Linked DNA regions of Triticum aestivum: region 1 is linked to region 2. A link is a contact called in public Hi-C data. All regions are on one chromosome and are shown on one strand. The core of a region is the stretch at or near the end of the contact, and the rest is flanking DNA. Distances in the headings are between cores, read along the strand shown.

Region 1 (5,493 bases), core at 1,594-4,093, 700 kb before region 2:
AAAAAAATCTTGAGATATTCTTACCTATTTGCATTTTCTGTAGTTTATCCTCAAAAGAGATTTGATGTGGTGCCCAACCTTTAGCAAGTTAAAAACCTTGTTACTCAATGATTGGTGTATGAAGGCCAATCTTGGTGCACTCATGTGCTTTCTCCAACATACACCTGTTCTCGAAAAGCTTACCATCCAGCTTTGTCAGGTATATGCTTCGTAAATCTGATATATGTTCTCATTTAAGTTATCATGCATGATTTAATGTAGTATTTTTGCTCCATACACTTACAGGCACCCAGCAGTCGGATGGGGACTGAAGGAAGCTACAATCTGACGGGACAACCGTTCGCATCTAACAAGCTTAAGGTACTTGAAATCAAGTGTGAGAAGATTGATGAGAGGGTTCACAGAATTTTAACGTTCTTGAGTACCTATAGCATACATGTTGAGCAAATCAATATCCAGCAGAGTATTGGATCTTCTGAAGGTTAGTAGGTTCTTGACGCTCGTACCATCTAGGCCCCAATTGCACATCTGTTGATTAGTAACTAGAACGATCATGTTGAGCTTACAGAGCCCAAGGATTTTCCTGAGGAACCCAGAGCTGGACCTTCTCAAGCGCGAACTCCGCGTGTGTTGCCCTCGCAGAATGCTCAGTTGAGGAGCATGGCTGAGCAGATTGTAGTCAGGCAGGAGCAGATCGAAGTTGAGCAACAGCAGATCCTAGCGCTTCTGGGGCAGATCCAAGTTGAACAGCAGCAGGTCATAGTGCATCAGGAGGAGATCCAAGTTGAGCAGCAGCAGATCATAGCTGGGCAGCAGCAGCAGAGGCACCTCTTGACTCGGATCTTAGCCCAGCTCCAGGAATATTCAGCTCGGAAGACTCCACCAGCTGCTCCTTGTGCTGCAGGCTCAGCTCACACAGAGTGTCTTGAGTGACTTGGCGCATTTGCAGAGACTTTGATCATCCATTGTCACTACATGTCAGCTATATGCATATGTCAGTTTATCTGTTAGGCACTTAGCTGTTGGAAGTTGGAGAAAACGTTGCATGTTGGATGACCTTTGGTGAATGGGATTATGCTATGGGCGATGGGATATGCTGTGTCATACATAGCATATGTTTTCTTACATATTTGTGTGATATGCACTTTTATCTATATATACTCCCTCCGTCCCATAATAGTGTAGTGTCAAAAACGCTCTTATATTATGGGACGGAAGGTGTTGTTATGATTTTCAGTGTGAGGGTGTTGTTTTGATTATTAATGTGATGATATTAACTGTTGCACAATGTATTTTCAAGCTGAAGCTCTGTCCTTGATATCGTCTATTGTTCTTCGGCATGAAAACACAACCGCCAAGGGGCAAAACTTAATGTTTCATGTCAGATTCTCCTAGGGCATAAATGTTGATGCTTCAAACAAGTGTCTTCGTTGGAGCATCAGACCAGATTATATTGGAAACAGTCTCTTGCCATGGCACATACTGTAGTACCATAGATGGTCTCTAGGAGTATGACACAATCTACACTTGTCTTCCTGGAAGCATAATGTTAAAACTTTCAAGAATAACTAGTGCAGGAATCTGAAAACTGGGCACATAATCAACATTTCTTTTCGTCAAACACAAAAAATCTCGAAAAGCACATGATAGATAATCAACGTTCAAACAGAGTAGACAGAGAACTACTCCTACCATATATGCATACCACTCCAGTTATAAGCAAACTGCAAGAACCCATATGTACAAATTAATCCCCAAAATCAACCAAGAAATCGTTTGTTTCTAGCAGATCAATTAACTATCCTTGTTGAGGTAGGCGAACTCAGATCCTCCAAAGATTCCCACTCCGGTTACCCTTTGACCGTCTTCGCCGGCTGCTGCTGGCACTGACCAAGAACGGCCGCCGGCCGCTGCTGGTACTGACCAAGAAGGTCCGCCGACGATGCGGCCCCCGTGGAGTTCTGCCCCTGCTGGCCGTCGTGACGAAGAAGACACGCCGGCTGCGGCGGGGGCGGCGCCTGCGACACCTCAACGCGCTCTTGCCTGAGACCACGGACGCTCCCCGGCGGCAGCAGCGCCACGACGGCGTCGAAACAGCCTGCCGGGACGGCGGCCCGGACAGGCTTCTTGTTCCCGTCGGGCCCCACCGTGACGCCGTCCTCCCCGTAGATCCCCCTCAGCTCGTCGTCGGTGGCGCGCGGGGAGACGTAGAGCATGTAGAGCGCGGGCACGCCCTTCTTGCCGGCGCCGCCGTCCGTGGCGCTGGTGAATTCCTGCGTCAGCCACGGCGTCTTCTCCTTCCTGGACGGGCCGAGGAAGAAGCCGAAGTAGCTCTTGACCGCGCCCCCCTCGGCCTCGCTCCGCTCCACCCGCCAGTACCCGCCGGTGTCGACTTTGCGGCCGGCGCGCTTGGCCGCCGCGCCGGGGCTCTGGAACCTGGTCTCGCAGAGGAACCACCAGGTGTGCTGGCCCGCGCGGGCGCTGCCCGGCGGGTGCAGCCGCCGCAGCGCGTCGGGGCTGTCGCCGTAGATGTCGGCGTGGGAGACGAACCCCCGCGCGTCGGCGGGCACCTCCTTGCCGCCGCCGGCGATCCAGCGGTCGAGGAGCGCCACGCTCTCCTCCCGCGTCGGGCTGAAGTAGACGCCGGGGGGCAGCCGCGGCGGGTTGAGGTTGTGCGCGCCGCCGCGCCCGAGCGGATCGGGCGTCTCCGCCACGCCCATGGCGGCGGATGTTGGTTTCTTGGATGCTACCACTTTTCTTGCTTTCTTGAGGGCCATGGGAGGGGAGTCCGCGGCTTATGTTGTGTGGGAGGAGCGGGATGGGCGGGCCGCGGGCGTGCTGCTTGTTTATTGGGGGACGCGCTTCTTCTGTTGTGTCTCCTCGTCCCGAGACCCGTCCCAGTTTTTTCTTTTTTTAAGTTAACCGCATGTGTCATTAATCACAAATAAGGTGAATACAAGCACATAGCCCTGAATGGCGTTGTGAGTCGATGAAGAAACCTGCTGTCGGTAAGGTCAACTCCACCGCATGACCCTAAATCTTACCCCATTTTGTTCGGATGGAGTAAAAATAGAGAGAACAAACGTCAGACAGAGACCGGACAAACTCGCTGCACCCACCGCTGCTACCTCATATTTTGTCCGGATTTTGTCCGTGGTGGGTGCACGTGGTGGACCAGGTAAAAAAAGAAAAGAGTGACATGTGGGGGCGAGGCGGACACAGACGGACGACGAGGACGCGAAGACGTCCGCTTTCTGTCCGCTTTGGCCCCAAACCGAGAGCAATTTTGGTCTGAAAATGGGGTAAAAATGGATACAGACCGGACGAAACGTCCATATGCTCTCATGCATTGGGTCCTTCGGTTTATCCGTTTTACGCCAAACGGACATAAACGGACGATTTGAGGTAAATTTGGGTCACGCGATGGAGTTGGCCTAAGACATTTGTCGCTGTGGTGCGTTGACAGGGAATCATCCCCATCCTCCTCAAGTCTCAAAGCCATCATCAGCCGTTGACGTCGTCAAGGCCGAACGACAAATTCACCACCATCAATCCTCAAGCCTAGATCTGAAACCATCATTATCTCTCGCCTACCAGTGACATCGCCTGGACAACGGCCACCGGCTCGAAATCTAAACCAGCAGACCGAAAGGGTCTACAGAAGACTGAGCCCATAGGCTCCTCGACGCCGCCATGGATGCCTTCGAAACGAGACTGAAGCCGAGGCATTATTCTTTGAACCGACGTTGCTGTCACCGTTAAAAGTGATGCCGCCCCACACACGAAGCCTATCCTATCTACGGTCGGACCAAAACCCTGGGGTCCCCACCCCTCCGGTCGTCGGAGCAGGCAACAGAGGAGGCAGGGACGAGCGGCGTTGCCCAAAGGAACAAAGGAGACAGTTGTGTTCACCTTCCCTATCGCCTCACTCGAGCGGTTAGGAGCGAAGCAGCATTGGATTTGTCCCAGTGTTGGGGAAATCTAAGGCGCGTGACGGGCGTGACCGCGTGAGCACCTCCAGGCTCCAGCGCCTTCCATGTATAAATCTAGTTTCTCTATATTACATTTTGTAAATCTACAGGGGAAAAAGAAGTCCGGCTCGAGTCGGCTGTATAAGAGCATCTACCGTGGCGATGGACAAATCCGGCTTCTTAAACATCCACGGACATGGTCGAGCTCGTCTCATATTTGTCATGGTTTCTGACTGGGCATGCCTCATATCTTTCACTCTGCATCCGCCTATCTTATATCCGACACCTTATATGCATACTCCACATACAATGTTGAGCTACTCTACGTGATTAAACAACAACAACAACAACAACAACAACAACAACAAAGCCTTTCTGGACAAAAAAAATTGGCTGCAAACGAACACAAAATCAACTGCAAACAAACATTAGCAAACTTTGCAACATCCAAAAGATCATAGTTCGTCACCTGACAAGTTCTTAAACTTCTACAACTAAAAACGATGTAAACATATGAGGAGCGGGAGGGGGCGGGACCACCACTTCCTCGCCGGGCCTTTGCCTTTACGATCGTTGGCGTAGCTATAGGAGTCCGCGGCTGGTGGAGGGTCTTGGTCTTCGAAGCAGGAGGTGCAGTTATCGTCGTCGCCGCCGTCGTCGTCGTTGGAGATGCAGCTATCATCTTCGCTGCCGCCGTCGTCGGAGTCGGAGAGGGCGATGAGCCCCACGACGGAACACACTGTTCTGCTCCCACTTCAACTTGGCGACTTGAACCTCCTTTGCCGCCGCCTCCTTCGCCTCGTACTCCGACTGCTCTATTGCTAGCCGGAGAGCCTTGGCGTTCTTCCGCCGGAGGCGGCGAGTGTCCGTCTCCGTCGTCATGAGGGACGGGTGAAAGACCCATGAGAGGAGCCGCTCGTCCTCGTCGAGCTCCATATGCATCTCACGGAGGTGGCACGCGGACTGCTCTGATGCGTCCCTCTCCCGTGTCCACTGCCTCTCACGGCGCGCACCTCGGATTCCGAAGTGCGCGTGCGGGCCGGCAGCGCGGGCACTAGCACCCGACGACGTGGAGGAGCGGCCGGTGGGGGAAGGAGCGCGGGGGTGGTGCGGACGGTGCTGTCCCGGCGAAGCTGCGCGGGGGCGGGGAGGGTCCAGCTCCGACGTCTACGCTGCGACGACGCTCCAGATCCGGAGCTGGCGTCGATGTCTGATACGTCTCCAACGTATCTATAATTTTTGATTGTTCCATGTTGTTATATTATCATTTTTGGATGTTTTACAATCATTTTATATCATTTTTTGGGACTAACCTATTGACATAGTGCCAAGTGACAGTTGCTGTTTTCTGCTTGTTTTTTACATCGCAGAAAATCAATATCGAACGGAGTCCAAATGCAGCGAAACTTTTTATGGATTTTTTGGACCAGAAGACACCAGATGGGCCAGAGAAGCACCTGGGGCGGGGGGTGCCCCGAGGGGGGCACAACCCACCAGGGCGTGCCTGGGCCCCCAGGTGCGC
Region 2 (6,201 bases), core at 2,828-5,327:
TTAGCTACATGGTGAAAACATATACACTGCATAATCAAAACAAACGAGAAACACACTTAAGAAAATGATCACAATAAAAGTTAATAAATGAAATTCAAGACTGCAAACAAGTACAGGATATTCCAAAATGCATACTTGAATTAGATGGAAAACTATTACGACAGGAAACTTATCCAATGATGCATTTCTAGAAATTCAGTATGTATGCAAACTTGCAGTGAGTAAATCCAAAATGCATTTGAAGAGGCAACTTGTATACACTACAAAAGTACATGGGAAAGACCACCATGCAATACTACTTACCAGTTGGAGTAATGACCTGCTTTTCCCTGAAAGGAAGATGACCAAGGCCATGCTCGACAACCTATTTTCCACAGTGAAATTCAAGACACCACTCATAAAAAAGAAAAATGCTCACATGCTTGTACATACTAACCAATCGAATTAACCGATCAGCATAAAATATGAAATCATGTGTCGTCGTGGCAGCATCTCGTATTATTGTGTGCATGCCTCGTATCTGAAGGAAAGAAGCATTAAGGTTATGCACCATAAAAAGTAGAGTCCTGCAATACACATGCAGTTTATTATGGAGACATCAAAAGGCAAGCACATCAGATACCTGGTAAGTAGTCTGAATAACATATAAATTTGGGTGTATTTTACATAGATCATTTTGACCAAGCTTAGTGCGAATATGCTGAACGATTAGGTCAATTGCCACACTGTTATCTGCGCCTCGTGGGATGATAATATCAGCATACTTCTTTGTGGGGAGAATGAAGTCTTCAAAAGCTGTCTTTACAAACTTTGAGTACTGCCAAAAAAAAGTTGCATGAAATTCCAAAAATGAGATAAGTGTACAGAACATGTATAGTTAGCATAGACACTTTTGTGACACCTAATTCAAGTAAACTTAAAAGAAAAATTGTTGTAATCAGTGTGCTGAATGTTGCTAAACACAATACTAGTAACATATTATAGACAAGGAAAATGGTGATATCTGAGGCTAAGCAACCTGATCTAACACAGCTATAATATCTCTACCCTTCTCAATGGTATCACGACGGATCCTCCTTGTTAATCGCACATCAGCATCTGAAAGAAAAATGCAAAAACAATACATGATACACTAACAGGGTAGAATGGATAGGGTTACAAAGAAACTGTTTGCGTAAAGAAAAACTCTACTGATGGAGAATTCAAAGTAGGGACTGAACTAAACACATGACAACATATCAGTAGGACGTCTCTCAAATTTATCATTTACTGCAACAGAGCGCTAGCCTTGGTTATGCACATTGCTGCAGTTTGTGCAGCATGCCCTTGGAGATATTTATGGTGTTAATAACGACTGCTTTGTATTAAATACACCAAATATTGCAAAACCTTAAGTACGTTGTATATGAAAATAAACAAGAAGCTACTCAAATTTACTGTAAACTGACAAGAAATTAATGGTCATCTATAGTATATTTCCAAATTGAATGGAACAGAAGGAACACATGTGTGCCATTAAATATTATGAGATATTGACACTCCACATCTAAAAACATGAATGTGAAACTAAATGTCCTGGCCATAAGCCACAGTTGGGGGTTGCAAGGCATAAAAGAGGCTGAAAGAGCAAGATATCATCAGCTTAGTATGCAAATATCAGTACCTGTATCAACGAAGATCTTCATGTTCATTAGATCCCGGACACGTGAATCATGGAAAAGTAGAATTCCTTCCAAAATTATAACATCTGAAGGATTAACCTGACAGCAGTCACAAAATTAGGGATGCTCTCATAAATAAAGTGGTACAGTCGTACAGATATGAATAAGTGGCGTACGATATTTATAAGTACTCGGCAATAAATTAACTTCTTGGAGAGAACATTTCAAGATGAACTCTATGTTATGCAATAAGGTGCTTGCAGAGTGTGTGAGCTAACACTTACTACACTATATATTTTACATAATAGTTTGGGAGGAAATTATTCTGGAGAGACTACAAAATTTCAGTACAATCTGCAAATATTGATTAGAAACCTAATTTCATAGTTCAAAGTCTCATAAAGCACAGGACTAGGAGATCCTCAGCCTACCAGGTGAGCATGAATAGCACCATATGTATAGAATTACCTTTCTTGCACATGAGACACTCTTATGTGTTTTGAAGTCGTAGCTTGGAATGTCAACAGCTTTACCATGTTTCAATTTTTCCATACAAGAGAGTAGTAAGTCCGTATCAAATGCATCTGAAATTAGGAAAGGAGCAGCAGCAGTAATAAAGTCAGAGCACATTTCCTGCGAATGGCGCAAAAAGACATTACGTTCTCATGAAATATGTGCTATACCTGGATGATCAAAGTTATAATCATGAACATGAATCATTTCCTCATCAGACAGTCCGTAATAAAATGACTCCTGCAACATTTGAGATCAACATTCTTATTGCTTGCGTATGATGAGAAAATGGTTCATGTTTGATGAGAATGAAATATCTAGCAAGGGAAAGTGGATAAATAAAAACTTGAATGCATAATTGATGACACTACACATTTATAAACCAAAAACAATGAACTATTAGTGACTTTGTTATAAGAAAAAAAAGGATAGTCCTAATATCACAAGAAGCGCAGTCAGAGTTGTAGTACACAAACCTGAGTAACAACAACTACACGCTGATCGCATAGCTGATCGATGATCATTTTGCAAACAGTACTTTTACCTGAAGACGCACCTCCAGCAACACCTTCAACGCAAACAAAATTATGGTGAGGCACATTTGGGGGTAGAAAGGCTGTACTATGTAAGCAACTACAGTTTACTGAATTTCCGACAGCAAATAGAGAGAACAGAACCCATAGACTACTAACCAATAACAAATGGTGCTTGGTGTCCATTCTCCAGGCCTGACGTCGTTGGTAGTTCCTCCACCGACATGGAACCTTTCAGGTCCAGCTCGTGCAAACGGAGTGCTGGATGATGGACCCCAACCGCGGCAGCATTAAGCACTTCGCTTGTCGAGTATGATCCCATATAGTATTACTGTTCAACAAACCTACAGTCACCGGGATGTCAAACATGGAGGTCATCCAAATCTGCAGAAGATGACAACTAGAAACAGCAACAGACATGTGTTCACAAATCATAAGACAACAAGGCGGTCATATGTGATGGGGGCTTCACACTACAATGGACTTGTTTAACCAGGGACGGATGTTTTGCTTCGAACAAGCCAAAATGTTGCTGGAAGATCTAAATCCCCAATATTTTACCAGGCCGGCTACCGCAACAAAAATGGAATCGCCGTGAAAAACATAAATAGGAGGATTTGTAGAGATGGAAGGCGTACTGATTTAATCAAAAGCAAAAGTCGCAAGACAAGAGTTTCAACCAATCTAGTACCACCAGAACAATTCAGCCAGCTTATTCACACAATCATGTGCAGAGGAACTAACTGATTCATAGCAAGATAGGCACAGAGATCAAACGCAATTTTCCAGATTAAAAAATAATTCAAACGCCGCTACGCCCACACCTACCGCCGAGGGCACATACCGCAATGACAGATCTGCCAACGATTAATTAGATCACTATAAGGTGCCATGAACGGACGGATTAGATTGCTAGGGGACCACGCCAGCGCACAAATCCGCAACGAAATGAACGAGGGGAGGTAACGTTTGGACTCTACTGCACGCGGCGCCAGGGACGAAAAGATCCCGGAGATCGAGACGAACTCGTGGAACAAACCTGGAAGCAATCCAGAGCTACATACCCACAGGAGAACAAATCAATGCAAGCCCGCCCAGATGGATCTCCGCGCCACGTCAGTGCGGCGCCAGTCGAGTGTGGGGCGGGGGCGGGGGCGCGGCGCCGCTCGACGAGGGAAGACTCCGACGGTGGAAGGAGGCCTGGGCTCGCGCCGCCGCCGGCGGGAATCGGGAAGACCGAAAAGAACAGGCGTCTTCGCGGCGGGATTTGGGGGGAGATCAGAGAGGAGGAGGAGGAGGGGTATTTGGCTGGCGCAGGGAGAAGAACAGTGATGACGAGGGGAACTTAGATTCTGCTGCGTGTTTTTAATAACCTATCGAGAAGAGATTCCATGATATACGTGAGATATTTCACGGGGAAATACGGGGTATGTGTTTGGTGGAAAAACAAATACGGGAAAATGGGATGTGTGTTGGCCCTAACACCTCTCGTCCGTCTGATCAGGGCAGCTAACGGCTGAGCGCGTCCGCTCTTCAGCAACACAAAAATCAAGCTCACACGACAAAACTTCTTCTGCAAGTTCGAACTGGAACTGCGTGGAGCAATGGGGCTGTGACAAGGGATGATGAAGTCCAATATATTGTTTCTGGGAAGAGTAAAATGCACTCTGGGTCACTAAACTTGTTCCTCATGGTCACTTTGATCATTGTATTCAAGAGTAATTTGTAAAAACCATCACAATTGGGGACCCTAATTCAGAAAACCACCACCATTCGAAAAAAATTCAAAAACCCGCCACCATTGTATTGACAGTTTTCAAAAAACACTGATCGGTCGATTAAAGTTGTTTGACGCCGAATCTGACGAGTAGGTCCCATTGTCAAGTCGACGTGGCATGGGCAAACAGAGTGAGGAGACGGACGTTAGAAACTCTGAAGTAATTTAATCGAACACCTAGCAGGCATGCCGTCGGCCGCCCAGCTCGCCAATGGTAGGAGCACAACACCGGCGGCCGTGGTGCAGGAATGGTCCGTGGGCGACCAAGTGCGACGCGGTGTGACCGTGGGTAGAGAGGCGGCGCCGGACCAGCGCGCCCACGGGGTGGTCGGAGCGAGGGGCGGAGCTCGCGACCCGGCCACAACTGCGACACGCCCGTGCTCTGGAGCAGGCGGTAGCTCGCGTGCCCGGGCACGGCCGGTGCTGTTGCTCGTGTCCCCTTGTGTGGCCGGTGCTGCTACTCACGCGCCCGGCCGCGGCCGGTGCTGCTGCTCGCGCCCCCGTGTGTGGCCATGGCCGCTGCAACTGCTCGCGCTCTTGCGTGGCTGCTCGCGCCCCCGTGCCTGGCCATGGCTACTGCTGCTCGCGTGCTCAAGCATAGAGGGAGGAGGTGGAGGAAGATCGCAGAGGCGGAGACTCCCGAACCGGCCGGTGGCTGAATCCGGTGGTGCGCCGGTCAGATGCGGACGTGCTATTCTTTTTTTTGGCTGCCAGCGTTGGTGGAGAAGAAAGAAGTGTAGAGGCTGGCGTGTGGGTCCCTTGTGCAGCTTATTGTACAAACCAAACACCATGAGATTTCGGTGCCACGTCATCACTCATAGTGGGCCCCGTCTGTCAAAAACGTTGTTAACATGTGTTTAGTAACCGATCAGTGATTTTTGAAAACTGTCAGCACAATGGTGGCGGGTTTTTGAAAAAAAACGAATGGTGGTGGTTTGCTGAACTGGGGTCCCTAATTGTGGTGGTTTTTTGCAATTTACTCTTGTATTCAAAGATTGACTCATTATAATAATTGTACTTGATTTCTTTTTCATGGTAATATGTGTCTGATTCATATTATAAAGATTAAAGTACAAGTTACATAAAGACCGACATGACAAAACTAAAAAAAGAACATAACGTCTCTGAGCCCGTCACATGCCTCCGACATCACCATAGCAGCCACCGAAAGAAAAAATGACGGATCACCTTCTCACCCGAGCTCGACGCGGCTGCATCGCTGATATACAGCTTTACAGACCTCCAAGATGGCTTGCCAAAGACGAAATCATTACTGTTGAACGAAACAGACCAGGGCAACACCCCGGACATGCCATCGAACTTGTACTTGATTTAACGGGTTCATTTGGTCACTGGCTACGTTTTCCATTCGTATTTCATACGTATTTTGCCCTCGACGCTTTTGACGGATACACGCGCTGAGGTGGAGTAAAAAGCCGTGGGCCGTTGGCTATTTTGTAGTTAAGCCCTTCTGTCCATCATTTTTTGCATTCGAAGATGCCTTGATCACATCGCTTGGTAAAGGGAGAGAAAGGGTCGCGAGTGGCATCATCGTCGAGGAAGGGGATTTGGTGCGGGCGCGGTGAAGGTGTTGGGGAACGTATCATGCAATTTCAAAAAAATTCTTACGCTCACACAAGATCTATATAGGAGATGCATAACAATGAGATGGAGAGGTGTGTCTACATACCCTCGTAGACGAAAAGCGGAAGCATTT

What was found. Hi-C and Micro-C count contacts between places; a contact is called where the count stands out from the background.
Region 1: a Hi-C map of leaf shows a contact between it and region 2, with 4 times the contacts expected there. The contact joins the promoter of LOC123091348 here to the promoter of LOC123091341 in region 2. A contact is called at or near these places in 2 of 5 Hi-C or Micro-C datasets (both in leaf).

What each region holds. Positions count from the first base shown.
Region 1 is chr4B:112,127,306-112,132,798 of IWGSC CS RefSeq v2.1, reverse strand. It overlaps LOC123091348, which reads right to left and starts at 2,843. Exons shown (of 1, transcript XM_044512839.1): 1 at 1,590-2,843. The coding sequence starts at 2,777. The coding sequence ends at 1,851. LOC123091346 (MEIOTIC F-BOX protein MOF) reads left to right here. Exons shown (of 5, transcript XM_044512837.1): 3 at 44-199; 4 at 286-481; 5 at 569-1,125. The coding sequence ends at 933.
Region 2 is chr4B:111,430,898-111,437,098 of IWGSC CS RefSeq v2.1, reverse strand. LOC123091341 (uridine kinase-like protein 3) reads right to left here and starts at 4,077. Exons shown (of 16, transcript XM_044512829.1): 1 at 3,772-4,077; 2 at 2,867-3,051; 3 at 2,651-2,742; 4 at 2,345-2,414; 5 at 2,130-2,245; 6 at 1,664-1,760; 7 at 1,019-1,098; 8 at 623-817; 9 at 437-520; 10 at 304-364. The coding sequence starts at 3,029.